Regions from separate parts of the Sus scrofa genome. Here region 2 is linked to region 1. A link is a contact called in public Hi-C data. All regions are on one chromosome and are shown on one strand. The core of a region is the stretch at or near the end of the contact, and the rest is flanking DNA. Distances in the headings are between cores, read along the strand shown. Region 1 overlaps IL1R2 (interleukin 1 receptor type 2). Region 2 overlaps MAP4K4 (mitogen-activated protein kinase kinase kinase kinase 4).

What was found. Hi-C and Micro-C count contacts between places; a contact is called where the count stands out from the background.
Region 2: a contact with region 1 is called in a Hi-C map of retroperitoneal adipose tissue, with 1.6 times the contacts expected there. A contact is called at or near these places in 4 of 47 Hi-C or Micro-C datasets (embryonic fibroblasts, retroperitoneal adipose tissue and subcutaneous adipose tissue).

What each region holds. Positions count from the first base shown.
Region 1 is chr3:52,373,614-52,377,583 of Sscrofa11.1, forward strand. It overlaps IL1R2 (interleukin 1 receptor type 2), which reads right to left. Exons shown (of 9, transcript NM_001243363.1): 5 at 3,158-3,329; 6 at 1,009-1,071. Among named protein-coding and RNA genes, the nearest start is that of IL1R2, 29 kb to the right of the region's middle.
Region 2 is chr3:52,518,254-52,522,223 of Sscrofa11.1, forward strand. It overlaps MAP4K4 (mitogen-activated protein kinase kinase kinase kinase 4), which reads right to left. Exons shown (of 29, transcript XM_021087163.1): 13 at 1,798-1,959; 14 at 396-482. Among named protein-coding and RNA genes, the nearest start is that of IL1R2, 120 kb to the left of the region's middle.

The DNA of each region.
Region 1 (3,970 bases), core at 643-3,142:
TAAGACCTACAAAACCATTATACAAAAACAAACACACAAAAAAGGTACAGGCTTCACAGATTCACAGGCCTGAATCTAAACCCCAGCCTGACCCAACTGTGGCTTTTTGACAGACACTGAGCCAGTGACCAGTAGGGCACCTTTCTTCTGGAAATTGGGAGAAGTAAGATCTTCCCACAGATTGGATGTTGGCATCAAATGGCATCTTATTAGACTTAGCAGTGTTCAATAGTAATAATAACATTCAATAATGTTCAGTAAGAAAGTGTGTCAGCCAACACAGGAAAAAATGGTGGAAAATGGCAAACTCTCAACCATTTTCATTATCTCCCTTGACCCACTGACCAGCTGTTGTGGCAACAGGAGACTGTCTGGGATTGGGGTGGGAGCAGGAACATGGAATCAGGGAAACACAGAGCACCAGCCAAGTGTTGGCAAAGTGATTTATTTTTTTGCTTTTAAGGGCCGCACCCACAGCATATGGGAGTTCCCAGGCTAGGGGTCAAATCAGTGCTGCAGCTGCTGGCCTACACCACAGCCACAGCAACACCAGATCTGAGCCGTGTCCACAACCTACACCACAGTTCACAACAATGCTGGATCCTTAACCCACTGAGCAGGGCCTGGGGTCATCCTCAGGATACTAGTTGATTTTGTTTCCACTGCACCACGACAGGAACGCCCAAGTGAATTATTTTAAATATACTGCAGGCGCGGACCCTTAATCTTTTCCCACTGTGTATAACTACCAGAATGGTCTGATGTTTGCCTTGAGATTTTTGTAGGTGGGGTTTTCACAAAGCAAAATATACCTGTTTCCAAAAGGCCATTTCTGACAGTGCTGGACAAAGGGAAATGTTCCCTGGCCTTTGCTATTTCAGCCTCTCCCACTGCAGAGGGTCTCCACCCAGGACCTGCACACACCCCAGGGCGGGCGTGGTCGATGACACAGGGGTCGCAGGACCCGACTTTGGGACAGCAGGCACCCGTGGGGATCATGGCCCTTACCCAGTGAAGCAGATATGGTCTGGCGTGGGGAGATAATCACGGGAATTGTCTCCTCTTCTTTTTCTGAGAAAGACACAAGGAAGAGAGTCAGGGAGGAAAGCCTTCATTTGAAATGAGGGTGAAGTTCTATTGTTTAGCTAATTAACTGAATTGTCCTCTGCAACAGGGCCAGCATTTGTGAGGCTTGGAAAGGAAACTGGTTCTCCACCAAATAGAGCCTCTTGGGCCAATGCCTTTCCCAGAAGACAGATTCCTGGAAGAAGCCACAGTTAAACACACATTCCACCAACAGATGGGGTAGTGGTTAACCATTTCCCTCCCCAGCCTCCTGGAGGAACACTTAATAGGAACATTCACCATGTCCACCAGAAAGGTTTTACCCTAAAGTTTTCTGGCCCTAAAGTTCATCCCCCCACTCCAGCAGCACTTCCCCAAGTGCCTGCAGCAGGACACTGGCGTTACCTACAAAAAATTCAATATGAAAAAGGCACAGGGGCTCAGGAACCACCTGTCTGAGATGCTCACTCCACACTGAGGGACAAGCAGAGTGACCCAGCTTGGGGAAAGGGTCCTGCTCACTGAGAAGACTGGCACCTCAGGGAGGAATCAGAACCCAGCTCTCCCAGAGTCAGGTCTCCTGGCAGCTTGAAGAAACCCCGGGCCGGAGAACTGGAGCCAAAAGGACAGCTTGGGGTGGATGAAGGGCTGCGGGTCTCCACCTTCACCTCTTAAAGAGCATTTGAAACCCTAACAGGAGGAAGCATTAGGCAGCATCCCAGGAGAGCCCAGGGAGCAGTTGGCTTCTCCACCGTGACGGTGACCAGGAGCCTTTCCCTCCCCAGTCACAGGGCTGCTGCAGGGAGGCTGGGGAGCAGGGAGGGGGAAAGGAAGCTTCCAGGACTAGATACGTCAGTGGGTCCACACTCTCTATGCATCAGCATTGCCTGGAGGCTTATTAAACACAGATTGCTAATCGTTTCTAATTCAGGAGGTCTGGGATGGGGCCTGAGATTTTGCATGTCTAATGATACCCAGGTGATGCGCTGGGTCTGAAAAAGGACCACCGTTTAGGAACAATGGAGACAGCGTAATCATGAAAGAATAATGCGTGGGTTGGCGCACCCTTGTGTTCATATGCAGTATCACACGAATAGGCTAATCCTGGGCCCCTTCAAAATCGCAGGAGTGGAGGGATTCTGCCATCTTCCACTCCCCCGTCAGGGAGCAAGGTGTTAATGTGCACGAATCCTCATAGAACAATCAAAGAAAATAGAGATTTCCGCTCGTAGGAGGCACGATTTTCCCTAAAGTAACTCTGAAGCTCTGGACCCTCTGGGAGAAAAAAAGGTCTTTTTCCCTCATAGACCAACAATGTAACCTTAATCGCTGTAACGATTAAGGTTCCGACCTTAATTGTTGGAACTATGAAGGAACTATAGTGGAAGAGAGATTTGGAACTATGCAGAGCTCTCATCAGTTGTGTCGTCATTCCGTGTATAAAAGTGCCATATTCTCCAGAACAGGGGCCAGGACTTCAAACCTTGTGTGGCCCTTCCCCTAGCCTTGACATCCAGCATGTAGGAGGTTTGGAAGAAATGATGGACAAATTTGACATACTGGTCAATATTGTCCACAATGTAATTTTTAGGTAGAATTCATTTAAACCAATGAGAGCCCTCCCTTTTCTATAAGCCTGGTTTCATAGGTAACTAGACATGCCCGGGGAAGACCAAAAAGGGCAATTTTCACCCGCCCTGCCAGTGCATAGCCTTGCAACTGAAAAATCCAATACAATCCTAGTATCCTAGAATCATACCTAAAGTTATGGCAACTGTTCTGACGGCTGGACCTGGAGGTGCAAAGGGACCTTCCAAGTGAGCCAGCATTTGGCCCCCTCTAGTGGTATGTGTTTTAGCCTCAGACTGGGAACCCTGTCAAATACCTGGGGATTCACTTTTCCTCATGAAAACACCCTGCTTCCTACATTTCCAAGTGTCACACGTCTCAGAAGCCTGATACTTAGATGTCATATCTATTTTCCTTTTGTACAAAGATAGTCAAGGAATTCTAGGTGAAACCCGACTTTTTTCCTTGCACACTTGTCACTAAACCAGGGTGAAGAAAGGCATCTTCCATGGCTTGTACTTACTTTTGATACGGAGTTTGATATTCCTAGTGATGTTGTATGACCTTCCTCCATGGGCAAATGTCATGGCACAGGTGTAATAGCCCGCATCCTCCACAGAGACATTGTTTACGAGTAAGCGAGTTCCCCTCACACTCAGAAACTTCTCACCACCTTGATCCAAAGGGACAGACTCCTTATGGGAAAAAGGTTTTCAGAGTTACACTCTATCCTAATTAACATCTCAAAAGCTATGAACAGCGTATGTAAGTATTATCAATCAATCACTATCGAATTTGCAGCCCATGAAATACCCCGGCATTTACTTTGCAAATATTGTCCTTTGGGACATACTTGGGAAACTCCAGGAGGAGTGCTATGATGTAGTCACGATGACTTGGAGAACAAAATGCAGCAGAGATAATGATGCATTCATCACTTTAAAAGTCATTTCCATTTTAGGAGGCAGTAGAGATGGAGAAAAAAAAATGCACGACAAAACTAAATATGAGAGATGAGGCCTCATTTGGATGGACAAAAGGCATTGTGGGGTCTACAGAACAGAACCAGCCAGAGGGAGGCCTTCAGTAACAGAAAAATCTGAATGAGATTTGAGAAAACATTCCAATGAGCACAAAATGTTCTCAGGAACATTTCTTTCAAAACCCTGATGATTACAATAGTCAAATATAACCCTGAGTCATTTCAGAGTGAGAACACAGGCATAACTAGAAGAGTTTGTCAACCACATGGCTCATGATGTCCAACTGTACAGTATATTTAATTAAAAGGAGAGATTTCATTGTTCCTAACATGGGTGGTCACAGATGAAGAGAG
Region 2 (3,970 bases), core at 1,103-3,602, 150 kb after region 1:
TCTGGCGTGGCGTAGGCTGGCAGTTACAGCTCCGATTGGACCCCTAGCCTGGGAACCTCCATATGCCACAGGTGCGGCCATAGGGGGAAAAAAAAAGACACTCAGAGTGCTCCAGGTCAGAATCTACGGCACATGCTCTGACTCTTCAGCCTTAGCCCTTGAGCCTGGTCACTGAATGCCAGGCTCTGCTCAAAACCTTGTCAAAACCTTGTCTCTCTACCAAAGGAGAACGATTGACTTAGTGATGGGCAATGCAGAGATGAGTAACTGCCTGAGCAGTCGCAGCCCAGAGGACCAGAGCCTGCAGCCCTGCAGCGCCACCCCCACAGCCCGGCGGCCAGCACCCTGCCCAGCCCAGGGAACCCCACACAGCCCAGGACCCACACAGGCGTTACCAGTAGCATGGCCTGCTCCTGGAGCAGCTGCTGCTGAAGGAGTTCCAAGTGCCGCTGCTCCTCTTCCAGCTGCCGCCTGATATACTCCTGTCACACAGAAACCACCCAGCCATCAATCCACCAGCAGAATGCACCAGAGCACCTGCCACCCCAGGTAACTCACTCAGGGACCAATGGCTACAAAAACCTAGTGTGAAGGATTTTCCCAAGAACTTCAAACTATGATCTAGAGTCTAATAAATGATGATACGCAATCCTGTGGGAACCACACAGGTGTTGTAAAGTTCAGGGAGTTCCCACTGTGGCTTAGCGGAAATGAATCTGACTAGCATCCACAAGGACACAGGTTTGATTCCTGGCCTTCCTCACTGGGTTAAGGATTTGACATTGCCTTGAGCTGTGGTGTAGGTCTCAGACATGGCTTGGATCTGGTGTTGCTGTGGCTGTGGTGTAGGCCAGTGGCTGTAGCTCTGATTTGACCCCTAGCCCGGGAACTTCCATATGCTGTGGGCGTGGCCCTAAAAGGACAAGTAAAGTTCTTCTGTTAGAACACAGATGTTATATATACAAGTGCAAGGGTTTAAAGGACTTTGCTGTTCCTCTTAGAGATGCTAAGTGCAGAGCACTCCAAAGCTCAGCTAGGAAACCAGAGTGTTCTTGTTAATAGCTGTCTGCTGACTAACCACTATTTATACCAAGCACGAAGGACCAGTTTTTAAAACCCCAAACCAAAACCTGCTTAATATTAAATAAAACGAATATGAATTGTATTTTCTGAGATCAAACAAAAGATACCTAGAACAATTACATTCTGCCAGCTCTGGTCTGGGAAATTCTCACAAATGAACCAGCCCCAAGCCCTTGGTGACTGAGAGGGCTGGGTCTCCAAAGGCGGGGCTGGGAGGGACACGGACATGACATGTTTTCAACAAGAAGAGAATGACACATCTCTCTAACACAGAAAACACATAAGCACATCCAAAATACGTGGTGAGGAAAAATCCTCTTTAGTCACTGGATACTTCAAATATTTCTCATGGGAAACGTCTTACACTTGGTTTCAAATTTCATTGAAGAAAAAAAAAAAAAAAAAGTTCACTATCATCCAGATATTTGAGGTTTGAAGCACTTAAGCCAAACCCGAGAAGATCCTTCAAGCATCAGACTAGTGGAGACCACTCAGCTGGTTTCGAGAGGTTTCTAAAGTGTCATGATTCATATGTATCTGTTTGTAGAGACAAGAGAGTCCACTTACTGACTTGAATGTTTCCAGCTGCACTTCTGCACGTTCAAAGCTCTGAAGTCCTGATCCCGGGTGAGCTTTCTGCCCCCAACCCCCCAAGTCTGCAAAGTGACAGAGGTCAGGAGTTGTGGCGGGAACATTCTTTGAGGACAAACTAACCTGTTCCCTCTCGACTCTCCTCTTCTCCTCCTCTGCCCGTCTCCTCTCCTCCTCTTCCTTTCGCCTTCTCTCCAGTTCCTCCAGACGCCGCTTCTCCTCCTGCTCGCGTCGCCGCTGCTCACGTTCTTGCTGCCTTCTGGCTTCGCGCTCTCTCCTTTGTTGCTATGCGGGGACAGACACAATCAGCAGACTCCCTAGCCTCGGCTTGCAGGGAGACGCTAACGGGGGGGACCTCGCAGGCCCACCTCCACCGGTCCACATGGACCAGCTTCCTAAGCACCAGTCAGAGCTTGGTTCCATTCTGCTCTCAGTCATGCCCCATTCTTCACTGAACCACAGCAACGAAGGACAGGGAACCCTCTATCCTCAAATCCTACTAACAAGCTATCCAGGGCCCTTAAGTCAGAAGAAAAAGACGAGAAATGGATACAGGACAATAGATCGGGCAAAGAAAAACAGGGCAAAGAAAAATAAGGCAACAAAAGAAGCATATGAGGGCAAGAGGAACTGACACCAACGCGAATAAGAGACGCAGTGATCTCACCGCGACTGAGGAAACCACCCGAGCACGTGCGTGCACGCTAAGGACACAGCGGTCTTCCTTCCACCTCTTCACCCACTGGAGTTCCCCTAACAAACCTAGGAAGCAGGTCCTTCCCTCCTACTTCGAAGAGGAGAAAACAGGCTTGGAAAAATGAAGCGACTGCCTGGTGTCGCCGGCCTCTAAGCCCCCAGGTCTGAGGCCACTCTGCCTGTCACTGCACAGCATATGCCATCCTGCATCTCATTACCAAACTCGCCCAGATCCCAGCCCTTCTACCAGCCCCAGAGTACAGGGTGTCATAAAAGTGACACTGGGCCCACATCTGGGTGCTGAATATAAAATCAACCAACCCCTCCTCCTGTGAACGTGCAGTATGGGCCCTCAGATCCCAGCTGGGGAAGGGCTCGCTCAGTACAGCAACCACTGGCCCCTCGCTGTGACCGAGCACCTGCAATGGGACCAGCACAAGGAAGGAGCGGAGTTTTGAATTTTATTTCACCGAAGTTAAACAGTCTACAGCACAGCTCTAGAGAAAGCACAGCCATCCAATTTCTCAAGACACAGGAAGCCAGCATCACAAACTTTAATGTGACAGAGATTAACTACTAATAAATGAGAAAGTTTGGGGCAAAGCCACTGGAGATATTAGACCAAAATATTCATGATAGGTATACAAAATAGTTATTTATTACAGTCAAAGTACTCCTCCTGAGCCCCACCCCCACCCCAACCCTACCCAGCATTCGTTCTGAAGGCAGATGCTTAAAACTGACTTCCTGAGCAACGGGGAGCTGTGTCTCACACAGGGAACACGGGGTCGGCAGCAGGCCCCTGAGGTGATGGCTACATCACCATCATTCTCTAGAGTCAGCTTCTGGCCCCGCCTCCTCTCTTATTCCATACACTTCAAGTTTGGGGGTGCTCCCCCCACTGTCTACTCTTAGATTTCAATGCAAAACACTCCCCTGTGGGTGAGGTGGGGTTGTAAGAAGAACAGAGAACCAGAACCATCCTGGTGTTCAGAAGCTACGAGTTTAATGGCTAGGACATCTTCGGTCAGGTCTAACACCTACAACTACCCTCCTATAAAGCTGCCTGTTGCTTGCTAGCATAATGCCTTCACACTTTTTTATAAGACTTCTGCACTGACACTATGCTCTTCTGCCGCCAAATGGTCTGCAATCAGGTGGAGGGCCTCTGCCTTCTAAAAGCCAGCAAACCACTTCCCCTGCCTCAGGGCTCCAGGAACAACCTCACACAGAAACTGAGCCACCTCCCAGCTGTGTTTCTGTGGCCTCTCCTCTTCCAGGCAGACTGAGCTAAAATCTCTTATTCTGTATCTTTTGCTTGTTCCATGCAGAAGCAAAAAGAACAGTTGGGTTTTCACCAGCACATCGCTTACAATAAACACTTAGGACCTAAGAACTCAACCATTTCTATCACTGGCAATAAAAAACTTTACATTCCACTAACTGGTAAACACAAGTTTCTGTGCTTTAAATAGCAATTACTTAGTTTCTTCAGATATTCTTGGTTGGCCAGGTTTTCCAAAGGAAAGCATCTTTTTAACTTCTTTTGAGTAAAACTACATCAAAAAGATGATGAAACAAAAAGCCCTCTGATAAACCT